Regions from separate parts of the Mus musculus genome. Here regions 1, 3, 4 and 5 are each linked to region 2. A link is a contact called in public HiChIP or PLAC-seq data. All regions are on one chromosome and are shown on one strand. The core of a region is the stretch at or near the end of the contact, and the rest is flanking DNA. Distances in the headings are between cores, read along the strand shown. Region 1 holds the start of Rab8a (RAB8A, member RAS oncogene family). Region 2 holds the start of Pgls (6-phosphogluconolactonase). Region 3 holds the start of Pgpep1 (pyroglutamyl-peptidase I). Region 4 holds the start of 2010320M18Rik (RIKEN cDNA 2010320M18 gene). Region 5 holds the start of Cib3 (calcium and integrin binding family member 3).

What was found. HiChIP or PLAC-seq counts read pairs in DNA pulled down with a chosen protein or histone mark.
Region 1: a contact with region 2 is called in an H3K27ac HiChIP or PLAC-seq map of hepatocytes, with 5 times the contacts expected there. The contact joins the promoter of Rab8a here to the promoter of Pgls in region 2. A contact is called at or near these places in 7 of 39 promoter capture datasets (3T3-L1-derived adipocytes, the HPC-7 cell line, cranial neural crest and 4 more) and 7 of 115 datasets of contacts at active chromatin or transcription factors (the 230-238 cell line, astrocytes, embryonic stem cells and 3 more).
Region 3: a FOXA1 HiChIP or PLAC-seq map of pancreatic cancer cells shows a contact between it and region 2. The contact joins the promoter of Pgpep1 here to the promoter of Pgls in region 2. A contact is called at or near these places in 1 of 39 promoter capture datasets (neural stem cells) and 3 of 115 datasets of contacts at active chromatin or transcription factors (embryonic stem cells and pancreatic cancer cells).
Region 4: a contact with region 2 is called in an H3K4me3 HiChIP or PLAC-seq map of pro-B cells, with 3 times the contacts expected there. The contact joins the promoter of 2010320M18Rik here to the promoter of Pgls in region 2. A contact is called at or near these places in 4 of 39 promoter capture datasets (cranial neural crest, embryonic stem cells, liver and 1 more), 7 of 115 datasets of contacts at active chromatin or transcription factors (embryonic stem cells, extraembryonic endoderm stem cells, forebrain and 3 more) and 1 of 9 other capture datasets (embryonic stem cells).
Region 5: an H3K4me3 HiChIP or PLAC-seq map of pro-B cells shows a contact between it and region 2, with 5 times the contacts expected there. The contact joins the promoter of Cib3 here to the promoter of Pgls in region 2. A contact is called at or near these places in 2 of 39 promoter capture datasets (liver and pre-B cells), 3 of 115 datasets of contacts at active chromatin or transcription factors (embryonic midbrain, large pre-B cells and pro-B cells) and 1 of 9 other capture datasets (embryonic stem cells).

Annotation. Positions count from the first base shown.
Region 1 is chr8:72,159,760-72,162,459 of GRCm38.p6, reverse strand. Rab8a (RAB8A, member RAS oncogene family) reads right to left here and starts at 1,260. Exons shown (of 8, transcript NM_023126.2): 1 at 978-1,260. The coding sequence starts at 1,101.
Region 2 is chr8:71,590,756-71,593,474 of GRCm38.p6, reverse strand. Pgls (6-phosphogluconolactonase) reads right to left here and starts at 1,291. Exons shown (of 5, transcript NM_025396.3): 1 at 971-1,291. The coding sequence starts at 1,258.
Region 3 is chr8:70,658,464-70,661,163 of GRCm38.p6, reverse strand. It overlaps Pgpep1 (pyroglutamyl-peptidase I), which reads left to right and starts at 1,426. Exons shown (of 5, transcript NM_023217.4): 1 at 1,426-1,554. The coding sequence starts at 1,521.
Region 4 is chr8:70,775,531-70,778,230 of GRCm38.p6, reverse strand. It overlaps 2010320M18Rik (RIKEN cDNA 2010320M18 gene), which reads right to left and starts at 1,369. Exons shown (of 1, transcript NR_029440.1): 1 at 625-1,369. It overlaps Pik3r2 (phosphoinositide-3-kinase regulatory subunit 2), which reads left to right and starts at 1,519. Exons shown (of 16, transcript NM_008841.3): 1 at 1,519-1,624. It overlaps Mast3 (microtubule associated serine/threonine kinase 3), which reads left to right. Exons shown (of 26, transcript NM_199308.2): 26 at 1-114.
Region 5 is chr8:72,211,507-72,214,266 of GRCm38.p6, reverse strand. It overlaps Cib3 (calcium and integrin binding family member 3), which reads left to right and starts at 1,430. Exons shown (of 5, transcript NM_001080812.1): 1 at 1,430-1,523. The coding sequence starts at 1,519.

The DNA.
Region 1 (2,700 bases), core at 11-2,510, 570 kb before region 2:
TAGGGATAAACCAAGCCTAGTGACTATTCTCTTGTTTCAGGACCATACACCATCCAGGTCACTCTGTTTGGCAGGATTTACTTCCAGGTAACACTCAATGTGAGCCATGACTATTCATGGTAAGGAGCATGGTCAGCACCATTTTTGACGTCAGAACTGGGGCCATCACAAGCCAATTCTGTTCAACTGTGCCGTGAGGCAGCCCTGGGGAAAAGCTGTTCAGGTGGTGTTCTTGGCCCAGTGAAAGGAAGTCAGTCAAGGCTGCACGTAGCCATGGCTGGACTTAGTTTCTTACTGGAACTTTTTCTCTTGTATTCCCACCAGGATGACAGATACTGTCACCATTCCTCAGAGAGAAGGCAGGAGGACTTTGGGTTGGAGTCCTGACTTAGATGTGGATCAGTGGTGCTGGTCCTTTGAAGCTCTGGAACAGCTGAACCTTGAATTTTGGAGTCAGACACACCTGGGTTCAAATCTCATCCCTAATACCTGTAGACTGTGACCTTCAGTGCGTGCCGCACCCTCCCTCAGTTTCAAATTCCTCCTCCAGGGACAAAGCACCCATCACGAGTACACTACAGATTTGATACTGCACATGCCAAGCTTGCCACATAGGAAACTACGAGGTCAGGTGTCACCTCCATGCCTCAGTTTCCACTTTTGGAAGACGGGGGTCTCCCCGGAAGAACAGTGTAGAGGTCTGATGTAAAGACACAGAGAGTTGACAGGCGCCAGGACCCCAGGGCAGGCTCTTCCTCAGACTGCAGCCTGCATGTCCCTGTCTGCACCTTGGTCTCCGGCGCCCGCCAGGGTCCCGGCCTGGACTCCCTGGCGGGAGGTGGAGGCCGCTGCGGTTCTCTGTCCAGCCCCGTGACCCTCCCGGATCCTCGGCCCGAGTGGATCCTGAGTCGATCCCTCAGCCCAGCCCCATAGGGGCGCGTCCAGCCCTGGTCACCGGCCGCCCAAGGCCCCGCTACCTATGGTAGAGATGAATGTGGAGTTGAAGGCGTCCTCGGAGAAGCGGAACAGGACACAGGTCTTCCCTACCCCCGAGTCCCCGATCAGCAGCAGCTTGAACAGGTAATCGTAGGTCTTCGCCATATTACACTCTCTCCCCGACGGGAAGTACGGCCGGCGCCTCGCCACTGGTCGCTGGACCCGTCTATCATCTCAGATCCCGCCCCCTATTGGCCCCCTGCCCGCCGCGCATCATCCAGGCCTACGCCCGCCACCCGGAGCCCCGCCTGTCGCAGAGAGCCCAGGGGAAAAAGGCGAAAGCGGCGCAGAGCCGGAAGCAGCCGACTGCACAGCCCATTGGTTGACGCTTGGTATAGGGAGGTTTGTTATTGGCTAGTGCTGGAGAGTCGAGGGTGAGGGCGTCAAATGACCAGCGATGGGTGTGGTCACATCTTGACCCCGCCTTCCCGTGCGCGCCTTCTCCTCAGCCCTTCAGCGTCCAGGCCCTGCCCCCGACAGGAGGGACCCCAACAATTCCGCGCGCTGGTTGATGAGAGAGTGGGAGGGACGGGCTTGGTGAACAGGCGCAAGCGTACTGGGAAGACGGTTGGCTCTGGCAGAGAGCGCACGCGCGCAGAGAACGCCTCGTGTTTCCCGCCTTCTCTGCCTGCGCAGCAGCAGCCGTAGCCGCAGCCGGCGCTGAGGCGAAGCGCAGGAAGTACCTGTGGTAATGCTTCTGAGGAGGATTTTCGGCGGTGCAAAAGTGGCGCGGGTTAAGATGTGCTGCAGACTCGCTCCTCGGCCTTGGCGCCCACCATTGGACTTACTTAGGTGCTGTACAGGCAAGCCGGCCATTGCCGTGAGCGATCCCAGGGCTTCAGCGCCGGTAGGGCTATGTTATCATTTCCAAGTAATGGCAGCGTTTTTTGTTTTGTTTTGTTTTGTTTTCTTTTCTGTGCTTGCGGGTGCTATCTATACTTAAAAATAAGTCAAGGTCCTTCACCCCACACCAGCCCGGCTTGGTAGGTAATCTTTTCCTCGTTTTATGGTAAGTATACTGAAGACAGGTGAAGTGACTTTCCTAGGTTTCAGAGTAGCATTTTTTTTTCCCTTCTGTTTTTTAATATGTTGAGGTGTAGTCCCGGAGTAACGGGAGAACAGTGACAAAATAAAATAAAGCCACATTAAGATAAACATCTGAGGGCTGGAGAGATGGCTCAGCGGTTAAGACTACTCTTCCAGAGGCCTTGAGTTCAATACCCAGCAACCACATGGTGCCTCATAACCATCTGTAATGGAATCCAGTGCCCCCTTTTGGTGTGTCTGAAGACAACTACAGTGTACTCAAATCTTAAAAAGAAAAAAGGAGTGGGGGGGGGTGGATAGATGGCTCAGTGTTTAAGAGCACTTACTGATCTTCCAGAGGTCCTGAATTACATGGTGGCTCACAATCATCAGTAATGAGATCTGATGCCCTCTTCTGGGGTGTCTAAAGACAGCTACAGTGTACTTACATATAATAAATAAATTAAAAAAAAAAAGATCTGAGTTGCTGACTACATGGCTCAGCCAGTAAAGTAAGTCATTTGTTGCTAAATCTGAGGATTGTATTCAATTCCTGGGCATACTTACTGGAAAGAGATCCAACTCCTGCAAGTTGTCCTTTGGAACCTCCACCCCACCCCTAAGATATAAATCTGTGGGAAGCAGCATCAAGATTAACACTAAGGAGCTGGAGAGATG
Region 2 (2,719 bases), core at 42-2,541:
CTTTATTTTTCTTGAGTGGGCTGCATCAAAATAAGTCTCACGTTGCACAGGCTAGCCTCGAACTGGGTAGCTGGGAATGACCTTGAACTCCCGATCCTCCAGCCTCTACTTCCTCATTGCTGGGAAGACAGGGGTGCACCATCATTCCTGGTTTATATGACACTGGAAATGAAGCCTGGACCTTAAGCATTCTAGGCAAGCACAATATCAACTGAGCTACAAGTACCCTACCAACTGAGCCTTGTGCTAGTACACACAGCCAGTTCAGTGAAGTTCTTGGGCAGGCATCGTGTTCAAAGTGGTGCAGTTTCAGGTCCCTAGATGAGGGTCAAGGCGACATGAATCTTCTGTTTCCCCACCTGTAAGTAAGTGTAATGGCCCTTCCTCCCCTGCTTCAGACCCATGACACTGGACCAGCTTCCCCTAGGAGGTGGTGGCAGTCATCCAAGTGTGCTCAGAGCTCAATCCTCCATGCCTCAGTTTCCCTGTGTGTGACGCAGGGACCTCTGTAACCTATAGGGCGCCTTGTGGCCATCATACCCCAGGCTGCTGGGAGGCGATGGCCAACGGCTCTTGTTAAAGAAAACTGAGACCCAACACACCCTGGACACTAGAGGCAGGCTGAGTGCACAAACAGCCATGACCCACGAGGCCCCACAGCCAAGGTACGGCCCTTAGGAAGATACGGGGGACGGAGGCCCGTCAGGCTGCACTTGGATGGACATCACTGCGCATCCAGCAAGACCCCGTGGGGCCCGGAGCCCGCGGGTAGGCGTTGAAGCAGATCCTTGCGTTTCCTAGGCAGGCTGAGCCAGTTCGGCGTGGCCCGCGCTTCCTCGGCGGACTGAGCCGACTCCGCGTGGCCCACGGCGGCCCTTGTATCTTGAGTTTCCACGGTAGGCTGAGCCAGCTCGGCGTGGCCCACGGCGGCCCCCGTAGCCCGTACGGTGCGCGCCCCCGCAGCGCTCACCCGGTAGAGGCCGTACGTGCTCTCGGCGTGGTCGAAGGGCACGAGGCGCTCGTCGCAGAAGCCGAGCGTCCAGCGCGCAAAGCTGGCTGGTCCAGCGGGAGCGGCGGCGGCGGGCAGGTCTCGGGCTAGCATGGAGACCAGGCTGCCGCCTGACAGACCAAGCGCGAAGCGGCCACGGTCCCCTTCCAGGCAGCTCGCGGCCCGCTGCGCCACCAGCTGCGCCAGCGACGCGCCCAGCTCTTGCGGGCTGGAGAAGACCGAGATGAGACTGGGCGCGGGTGCTGCCATGGCGGTGGGGAGGCGGCGGCGCTCCCGGCAGAGGCCAGTACGCCAGTGCGCCTGCGCGACGGCCGCGCTGCCATGGGTCCGAGCACTTTGAGCCAAGGTCGTGGCGCATGTGCAGTTGCACAAAAGAAGCGTCGCCGGGGCCGGGCTAGCGGGTGGTTCCCGAAACCGCAGTGCTCCGCAGGGCTTTGAGGTGGGTAGTGGGCGGGCAGTCCCCGGCGCTTCCCTGGGCGAGACACGCCTTGCTGGCCCGGTTTCTCGCATTTTATTTAGTTTTTAAGCTGGAGTCTAGTAGCTCCGACTGGCCTCACGCTCCTGATCGTTCTTGATTGGAGTGCTGGGGTGACCGGAGTGCCACAGCACTCTTGAGCGTTTTTCAGGGTGCGGTCGGAAGCACAGAGTGCGCCAGCTGCAGCGTGATAAGGTCAGTAAGCTCTCAGGTGGCAAGGACAGGAGGCTAGCCGGGAGTTAGAGGCTGTGACGTCCCCATGCCTGCACGGCTCTCCCCACATTCGCCTATCTCGGCCAGTCGCCCCTTCTCTGTTACTCCAGCGGATGCGGCAGTTTGTAAGGTCTTCTGCTCACAGCTGTCTGCGGCAGAAAGAGGATTCCTCAAGACAACCGCCACACGACAGTTGAACATCTGCATTTGAATGTGAAACTGCCCCGGTTCTTGTGCTTGAGCCGGTGGCTCCCAGTCGCCCGTGCTATTTTAGGAAAATACAGAACCTTTAGGACTGTTAAGAGCCTTGACCCAAGTAGATCAGTCAGAAGGTGACAGCTGTTTCCACCACAAAGACCCAATTAAACCCCCTCTGGTTCCTCTCTCTTAATTTTCTCCCGCATGTATATCTTTGAACCAAGTGCATGCAGAGGCCAGGAGAGGGCATGGGATGCCCTGGAACTGTTAGATGGTTGTGGTCCTCTGTGTGGAAGGAGGGTAAAAAGCCGAACCGGTGATCTTAACCCCTGAGCCACTGCACCCTCCTGAACTCGAGAGAGCTCCAAAATCCAAGCAGTCAGTCACTGTGTCGGTACTGAACCCAGGGCCTTCTGCATGCTAAGCCCAGGCTAGACCATTGGCTGGACCCCAATCCTAAACCTACAGCCTTTCTGAGTGCCCATGTGAGGCTGCAAGTGGCAAGTTATACAGTGTGAAACACTGCAAGAACTTTGTTGTTATTCAAGACATGCTGCTGCTGCTGCTGCTGCCCTGACTGTCCTGGAACTCTGTGGACCAGGCTGTCCTCCAACTCACAGAGACCTGCCTGCCTCTCCTTCCCAAGTGCTGGGATTAAAGGCATGTGCCTTTGAACACATTTTAAAACCTTTTATCGTTTGTGAATTTAACATCATGCCCCCTAACCTCTCTCACCGCCCCCCTTCAGCTCATAACTTCCCACACCCTTGTCACCCTCCCAGTAGAGAAAATGCTCATGGAAGCTGTAGTGTGTCAGTGTGTCC
Region 3 (2,700 bases), core at 177-2,676, 930 kb after region 2:
CCTAAAGCAGCTGAAGTGACACACACCATAGTAACAAATAAGATTTTTTAAAGCCGAGCGTGGTAGCGTATGCCTTTAATCCCAGCACTCAGGAGGCAGAGGCAGGCAGATCTCTGAGTTCGAGGCCAGCCTGGTCTACAAAGTGAGTTCCAGGACAGCCAGGGCTATACAGAGAAACCCTGTCTCGAAAACACCAAAAAAAAAAAAAAAAAAAAAAAAAGATTTTTAAAAATATGAAACATTAGAAAAATGGGACCTCCTTAAGATGAGCCTAAACGATGTCCAGGTAGGGGATGGAAAAACAGCGTCCTTAAAAGGAGATGACAGTCGGAGAAGGACTGCAGGAGGAGGAAGTCTGGGCAGTGAACAGCTAGATGTGCAGGTGAGCAAAGGCTCTGGGGTAATAAGGTGCAACCTGGAGCCAAGGAAAGGAAGTATTCCAGTTAGCCATGTTGGCAGAGAGTCAAAGCTCTTCCTCCTGCGCCCCTCCCTCAGCTTTCTGCTGAAGTGACACTTCTGTCTTCCTCAGAGCCATGCCTCGGTGTCCTTGTTTGTAAACTGTGATGAGTGAACACAATCAAATTGTTCCCCCGCCCTATGTCTTACAGGAAGAGAAACTGAGACTGAGAAGGTTGGAGCGGAGCACACTCCCATTGCCCACTTACGTGTTGGAGGCACGTTTAAAATTCAAGTAGGGGGAGGGTCCTGGCAGCGAATAGGCGTGGCCAGGCAGGGGGACCAGGGGAGATGGCCTGGGCTGGTCGATACTTGGGGCGGGGCATGGCTCCAGGTACCTTGTGAGCCCTGCGGCCACAGGGAACCTGGCGGTGGTAGACTGGGGGCGGAGCCTAGATGGAGACCCGGTATGCATGCCCAGCTCAGTGTTTTCAGTGGCATAAAGGGAAGGGGGGTCGGGGTCGTTGCCCTAGGTGGGTTCAGGGCGGAGTAGATTTTAGAAGGAAGAAGTTTCAGAGAGCATGGCCTGAGCCAGGGATGTCATGGGTCGCGGGTGTGAACGTGGACTGCGGCCTGGCCGAGGGGCATTGGAAGGATCTGCACTTGCGTGGGAGTAGGCGGAGGTACATGACCTGGGCCCAGTTGTTTTAAGGATGGGTTTGGGAGTGTCTTGGGAGCTTGGGACCTGGCTGGAGCGTGACCCCGACCTGAGAGTTTGGAAAGCTCCAGGCGTGTGATTCTTGGGGGCGTGGTGGGTCCCTTACAGGACCTGGAGGAGGGTCTTTGGAAGACTGGGGGCGGGGTTGGCTAGGGGTGTGGTTTCTAGGAGGCGTGGCCTAGGAATGGCCTGGCCCGGGCGTTGGGGTCCAGGGTGTAGTGGTGCGCTTGGGGCTCGGCGGAACCCGGGGGGCCGCGCAGGGGAGCGTACAGCTGGTCGGGGGCGTGTCCGGGGCGTGTCCGCGCAGGCCCAGCGTTAGGGGGCGGGGCCGAGCGGCCGGGCGGGGCTCGGGGGTCCGTGTCCGCTCCAGTCCCTACAGCCAGGATCCTAGAGAGTGCATTCCACCATGGAGCAGCCGCGGAAGGCGGTAGTGGTAACCGGTAGGTGCATCTGGACCGGGGCGGCGGGGCAAGTGTTCGCGGTTGCCAGAGGTTTGCAGTTGTCGCCGCCCGCGATAGCACCGTTCGGTCCTGGTAACCTGGAAAGTCCGGGGTCACGCGGCCGGGAGTTCGGAGTGCGCGGGGACTAGGGTGCAGACAGGTCACCTCGCGTACTGCAGTCCCTCCCTGCCTCTTCAGAGCTCTGGCATGTCCCCACCCGCTGACCCCGGGGACAAAGGCGGGTTTACGGCCAGGAAAAGTCCCAGTGACATACGATCCGCTCAGCTTCTGCTCCTGGCACCTTGTATTGTTGGAGGGGCCTGCAACCCGGTTTGGGGCAGGTGTTGGGCCTGGAGTCAACCTGACCCCGGAATGACCCAGGGACTCTAGAGACCAGCTCCTACTGTCACCAGCACCCCCGGAAGCCAACTGTTCTTATTTCCAGGCCTTGGAGGAGGGCACTCGGGTTAGCCTCTGCCCTGAGAGGCCACAGGGAGTGAGCCAGGAAAAACTCCCACTCCTACAGGTGTTTTATAACTGAGAAAGGTTGGGACTTTCTCCCTGCTGTTCCCTGCAGTACAAGTGTGAACGACAGTGTCCCTGATCCATTGGAGCATTCTGGGGGTGGGGGTGTTTATTTGGTTGGTTGGTTTATTAAGATAGAGTCTCATTCTGTTGCACTATCCTGCTGACCTGGAACTTAACTCTGTGACCAAGGCTGGCTACAAACCCAGGGTGATGATTTAGCTTCAAACTTCCAAATGATAGGGTGAGCAGCATGTGCCACCATGATGAGATGCCCCAAGATGTGTCCTCTACCTGCTGTCCTGAGGTATGGTGGCTCTCTCTTAACCTCTTAACACTGGCAGCAGGCTCTTACCACCTGAGTTACACTAACCCAGGTTCTTAGATGTGTGTGTGTGTGTGTGTGTGTGTGTGTGTGTGTGTGTGTAGAGGTTAACCTTGGGTGTCATTACTCAGGCTCCATCCACCTCTGTTTTGAGAAAGTGTCTCAATTTAGGACGCATTCAGAGGTAGCATTTTTCAACCTGTGAGTCACGACCCCTTTGTGGGCCAATTGACCCTTTCACAAGGGTCACCTCAGATTGTGGGGAAACACAGATTTTTATATTATGATTCATAACA
Region 4 (2,700 bases), core at 120-2,619, 820 kb after region 2:
CCTCCCTGACTCGCAGCCAGTACCTTCTGCTGGAAGGGAGACCAAGGCTGTGCATGAGTAGCCCTCTACCCATCTTGGAGCTGGCATCAAATAAAGTCCCATGAAGACATCTGATACTGGTGTGTGCATTTGTGAGTGGCTGGGGGTAGGGAAAAACTGATGGCTCGATATCATCTAAGTGAGTTTTGTTGGCTGTATAGGGGTTTGGTTAAACACTTAATCCAAGCCAGCCTGCATCCCAGCTACCTAGCAGGCTGGGATCCTGGCTAGGGCAATAGGGCAAAATCTCATCTCTAAAATGAAGTGTTTCCAGGCATGGCTGTATACACATGTAATCCTAACACTTGGAGGTGGGGGCGTGGGGAGGCACGAAGCAGAAGGATCATGAGTTCAGATACAGCCTGGGCTAATAACAAGACCCTGTTTCAAATAATAAAGCCAAAGGAATCAATGATTAAAAGCACTGGCTGCTCTTCTAGAGGACCCAGGTTGTATTCCCAGCACCTACATGGCAGCTCACAGCCGTAACTCAAGTTCTAGAGCATCCGATGTCTCTTCTAACTTCCACAGACACCAGGTACTCACAAGGCGCACAGTTGAACATGAAGAAAAACACAAAATCTTAAAAAGGAAAAATCCAAAACGCTGGGCGTCATAGCTCTTGCTTTTAATTCCAGTCGGGTTATACGCGGCTGTAATTTACTGAACCTGGATCCTGTGCAAGAGCAGTGAGCATGCTTAACTGCCGAACTCTCGCTGCAACCCCTCCGTCCCAATTTTCTACCCTAGTCTTTGCGGTGAGCTAAAATAGATAAATGAATCCCTCGGAAATCAGCCGAACAAGCTCGGCAACTTCTGGTTCTCTCCGTCTCGCCAGAGTCTGTCCGTATTTCCGGAAACAATCTCGCTTCCGGACGCTGATAAGCCGCATTCTCGCGCGTGTTGGGCCGGAGACACTTCGGCTGTTTCCGGACGCCTAGGGTTGTCATGGCAGTGCCTTCGCCTTCCATTCCTTCCACCAGCGGCTCTCCATTGAGGGTACAGCTGCCGAGCTCGTCCAGTGGACCTTCGGCAATTTCCGGAAGCTATCGGCGGCCTCCGAGTCAACTCCCAAGGCCTGGAGTTGAGGTCGTTCGGTTCCTCCCAGACACATTCCGCGGTCTGGCAGGTTCACGACTTCGTAAAAAACACAAACAAACCCCTGTTATGGCACGTTCTGCTGCTTCCGGAATGGCTCGGGTATCTCAGAGTCCCAAGTCCACCGAGCCCAGCTTCGGACCGAATGCGTTCCCGACCCTTCCGCTTTCTAGTGTTTTCGTGAGCCTCCGACGGCCGTGCTCGGCTGTCTCCGACCAGCCTCGGCTGTCTCGTGGCAAAGCCCAGCCTCCCATTCCCGCGGGAGCACACTCGGCAGCTTCCGGAGGCTTGCCCGCGTGCCTCGGTCTTCGGGCTCCGCCTCGTGTGGGGGGAAAGGCCCGCCCTCCCGACCCGAGTGCGCTCGGCTATTTCCGCCTGGGGGCGGGCCCGAAGGCTTGGAACCGCGGCGACGGTGGCTGACGCAGGGATCCCGCGGCTGCGGCGACGGCGGCGGCGGTCGTGGTGGTGGCGACGGCGGCCGGAGTGGGTGAGTCGATGGTGGTGGGGAGGACCCGAGGAGAGAAGGAGCCGCACAAAACCGGGCTCCGAGCTGAGCGTGGGGCTGTGCAGCCTGCGGGGTAGAGACAGGGTCTCTAAGGCCGGGAGGTCCCCGCCCGCAACGGGGCGGAGAGCGGGACACGACCCCGGATCCGGCCACTTCCGTCGTCCAGGGGTCTTCGGGGTGCACGAGGGTCTAGGGGCCCGTCTGTGTGAGCACACAGACTATGCGTGCATCGTAGGCCCCTCCTTTTGCATTGGGGGTTCCGCGATACCCTCCCCCCATGGTGTGCAGACGTGCTCGGCACGGGGGCGGGCAGACGGGTGGCTTTCTTAGGAGAGGCCTCTCCGACCCTCAGTTTCCCTACCTATAACATGCAGGCCACAAGAGGCCGGACAGTGAGTCACACCGGATACCCTGGACCACAAAGCCTTAAGTCCCTCTAGGACACCTGCACCGGGTCCCCGAGATCTGGGGATGAAGCCCAGACCCTCCCCTTGGCACGCTAAACGCCTTTTTCATGGCTTCTTTCTGAAAGCCTCTGCATCCTAGACAGGCGTCTTCCACCATCGGGCCTTTGCAGGAACCGGTCTGTCTATGCATTGCCCTGTCCCTATACGAGGACCTGTCAGCCTTGCTCCCCCAGGAGGATGCACAGAAGACCCAACTGCAGGCTGGAATGGGGACCCAGGCTAGGACCCAATGTGGGGTGTCCAGCTCCTGTCCCCATCCTACTGTGGCACTAAGGTGACCATGGTTCTTCTTGACACCTCCCCTCTCTTGCATCACCAGAGAGCCCCAGGCTAAGGCAAGCTGGGGACACCCCTGCACCCTGTCTCAACCTCCCCTGCAGGAACCAAGGCTTCTGTTTCCTTGGATGCCCACCCAGGCCACAGCTCTTGATAGGCCATGTCCACTGCTCAGGTGTTCAACCCCTTCTTGGGGTTCCCCAATAACCCCAAGTCTAACTGGCCATGTGGTCACTGTCTTTGTTCCTGCCTTGAACTTGGGTGCATCTGTGGTTGGCTTCCTCCTGATGAGTGGGGTTCTTCAGAGAGCTCTGA
Region 5 (2,760 bases), core at 181-2,680, 620 kb before region 2:
CTATGAAGCTGTGTGTTCCTGAGGCAGTGTCTGGAACATCTGAGCTTCTGGTTCTTTCTTTTTTTGGGGGGGTGTTTTTTTGAGACAGGGTTTCTCTGTGTAGCCATGGCTGTCCTGGAACTCACTCTGTAGACCAGGTTGGCCCTCACTCAGAAATCCACTTGCCTCTGCCTCCCGAGTGCTGGGATTAAAGGCATGCGCCACCGCGCCTGGCTGGTTCTTTTTTTTATAAACTACGGATGCTGAGAAGATGACAGCAGTCATGACTGGTACTCTGAATGGATTTATTCAGATTGGTCTTTTTCACAGTCACAGATATTCCTCTAAGCAGAACAACCTCATTGTACAGATAGGTAAACTGAGGCACAAGGTGTTATTCAGCCTCTGCTTAGTGATGCATTGTTAGGTCTGCCAGTGTCCTCATTAAAGAAGGGACCCAGAAATGACTGGGACAGGGCCAAAGGGAAAGAGTAAAGGCTGAGGACAAGCTGGGCATGGTGGCGCACACCCTTGACTCCAGCACTTGGAAAGGCAGAGGCAGGTGGATTTCTGGGTTCCAGGCCAGCCTGGTCTACAGAGTGAGTTCCAGGACAGCCAGGGCTACACAGAGAAACCCTCGAAAAACTAAAAAAAAAAAAAAAAAAGAAGAAGGCTGAGGACAGAGGAGAGGAGGAGAAGGGAGGGGAGGGGAGGGGAAGAGAAGAGAGAGAAGAGAAGCGAAGAGAAGCGAAGCGAAGCGAAGCGAAGAGAAGAGAAGAGAAGAGAAGAGAAGAGAAGAGAAGAGAAGAGAAGAGAAGAGAAGAGAAAAGAGAAGAGGCAGAGAGGGAAGCAAGCATAGGAATCCTCCGCCTCCTGCCTCAGCCACAGTCACACACTGCCACATCCAATATGTCTGTCACCCTCAGACTGATCCTATAGATGGTAATGTAATTTCAATTTCACAAGCAAGGTTCAGAGAGGTCAGACAATTACTCAAGACCACACAGCTAGCAGGGGGGAAAAGCTAGGATGTAGACTGGGGTATGTGCATGGCTTTCCCTTGAAGGTGTTCCAGACAGAATGGCTTCTCTGTGACCTCTCACAGACCTCTTCCACACCTGTGGACACATTCAAAAGGTTGCCCAGAGAGCCAGGCTGTAACTTGAGCTTCACCAAGCTTGGGGCAACCAACTGGATAGGTGGGCAGGTGACAGCCAGGGCAGGAACATCTGCTCAAACATTATGAGCACGGGTGCTCCCGAGGAGCCACCTGTAATTTCAGTTCCAGTGTATTCAAGGCTGCAGTCTGCAGCATGGGCAACAAGCAGACTGTGTTTAGTCACGAGCAGCTGGAGGAATACCAGGTGGGTGTGTGCAGTGGATCCTGCCAGGCTGGCACAGCCCTGTTTGGGACATCAGGCTGTCTGTGTGGATTTGGAGTGTGTAGAGGGGCACAGGGAGAGATGACCCAGAGGCAGGTCTGGATCAAGCTGGTTTCTCTCCCCACAGGACTGTACTTTCTTCACGAGGAAGGAGATCATGAGGTCAGTGGGGGAATGAAGGGAGGTGACACCCCAAAACAACTTTCTAGTCACTGCTGGGCCTTTGTGCAATCTTTTTGCTATTGTTCTGTTTTGTTTGCTTGAGAATGAGCCCAGCCTAACCTCAACATTACCTCTGCCTCTTGGGTGCTGGGATCACAGGTATATGTCACTGTAGCTGGCTGCAATTAAAAAAAATATTATTGCAGGGGGGCGTGATGTGTGAGTGTGCAAATGTGTGAATATGTGATATAGTGTGTGTGTTGCAGTTAGATGACAATTTGCAGAGTTGATTTTTTTTTCTGCCCCCTTTAGGTGGGTTCTGGGACTAAATAGCTGGTCCAGCTTTCCAGTCTCTCTTTCCACCACATGAGTCTTAGGGGTCAAACCCAGGTCATCAGGCAGGTTGTTGCCATATTGGGTCCTCTTGGTTTTCCTTTTCTCTTTCTTTCCTCCTTCCTTTCTTCCTTTCTTTCACTGAGAGACAGGGTTTCTCTGTGTAGCCCTGGCTGTCCTAGAACTCCTTCTGTAAATCAGGCTCACTCTGAACACAGAAATCCACCTGCCTCTGCCTTGCAAGCCTGTACCACCATGCTTTGATGTGGGTGTTGCCTCAAGGTCAGTGGACTGAGGCAGAGACTGTTGGCTGAGAAGTCACACCCTGTCATACTGGCTGAGGTTTTGTACTGAGGAACTTGTCCTTTTACCTAAGGGTAGCAGGGAGCCACAGAAGGTGCGAGAGCCTTGGAGAGGCACACTGGCCCTTTGAGGTTGGGAGTCCACTGCAGAGCTGAGATCCAGCCCTCAGCTGTAAGTGGCAAGGAGATTGTGGGGGAGTATTGGCAGCCCTTGGGTGACTGCAGGTTCCTGGCTTGAGCCCAACAGGATGGACAGAGATGAAACTCCCATGACACCCTTCTGTCTGTTGGACCATTATCTGTGAAACCCAAGCTGGCTGCGGTTCAGCTGTGGGGCATCAGGTCGAGTCCCTCTTATGTGGGTACAGGGCATCCATTATTGATGGGTACACCTCTCACCCATCAGCCCATTGTCTGTGAGGACTACTGGAAGGTCACTTTGGCCATCACGATCAGATTACTGGTGGGGAAACTGAGGCTTGGGCAAGGAGAACTTCAGTTCCCAGGGCAGATGGACAGAGTCCTGACTGGCCCAGGCTTCCAGATTGTTAAACAGAGTAACCAAGGTTGGGAGGAGAGAGGAACTCACTGAATGGCACAAA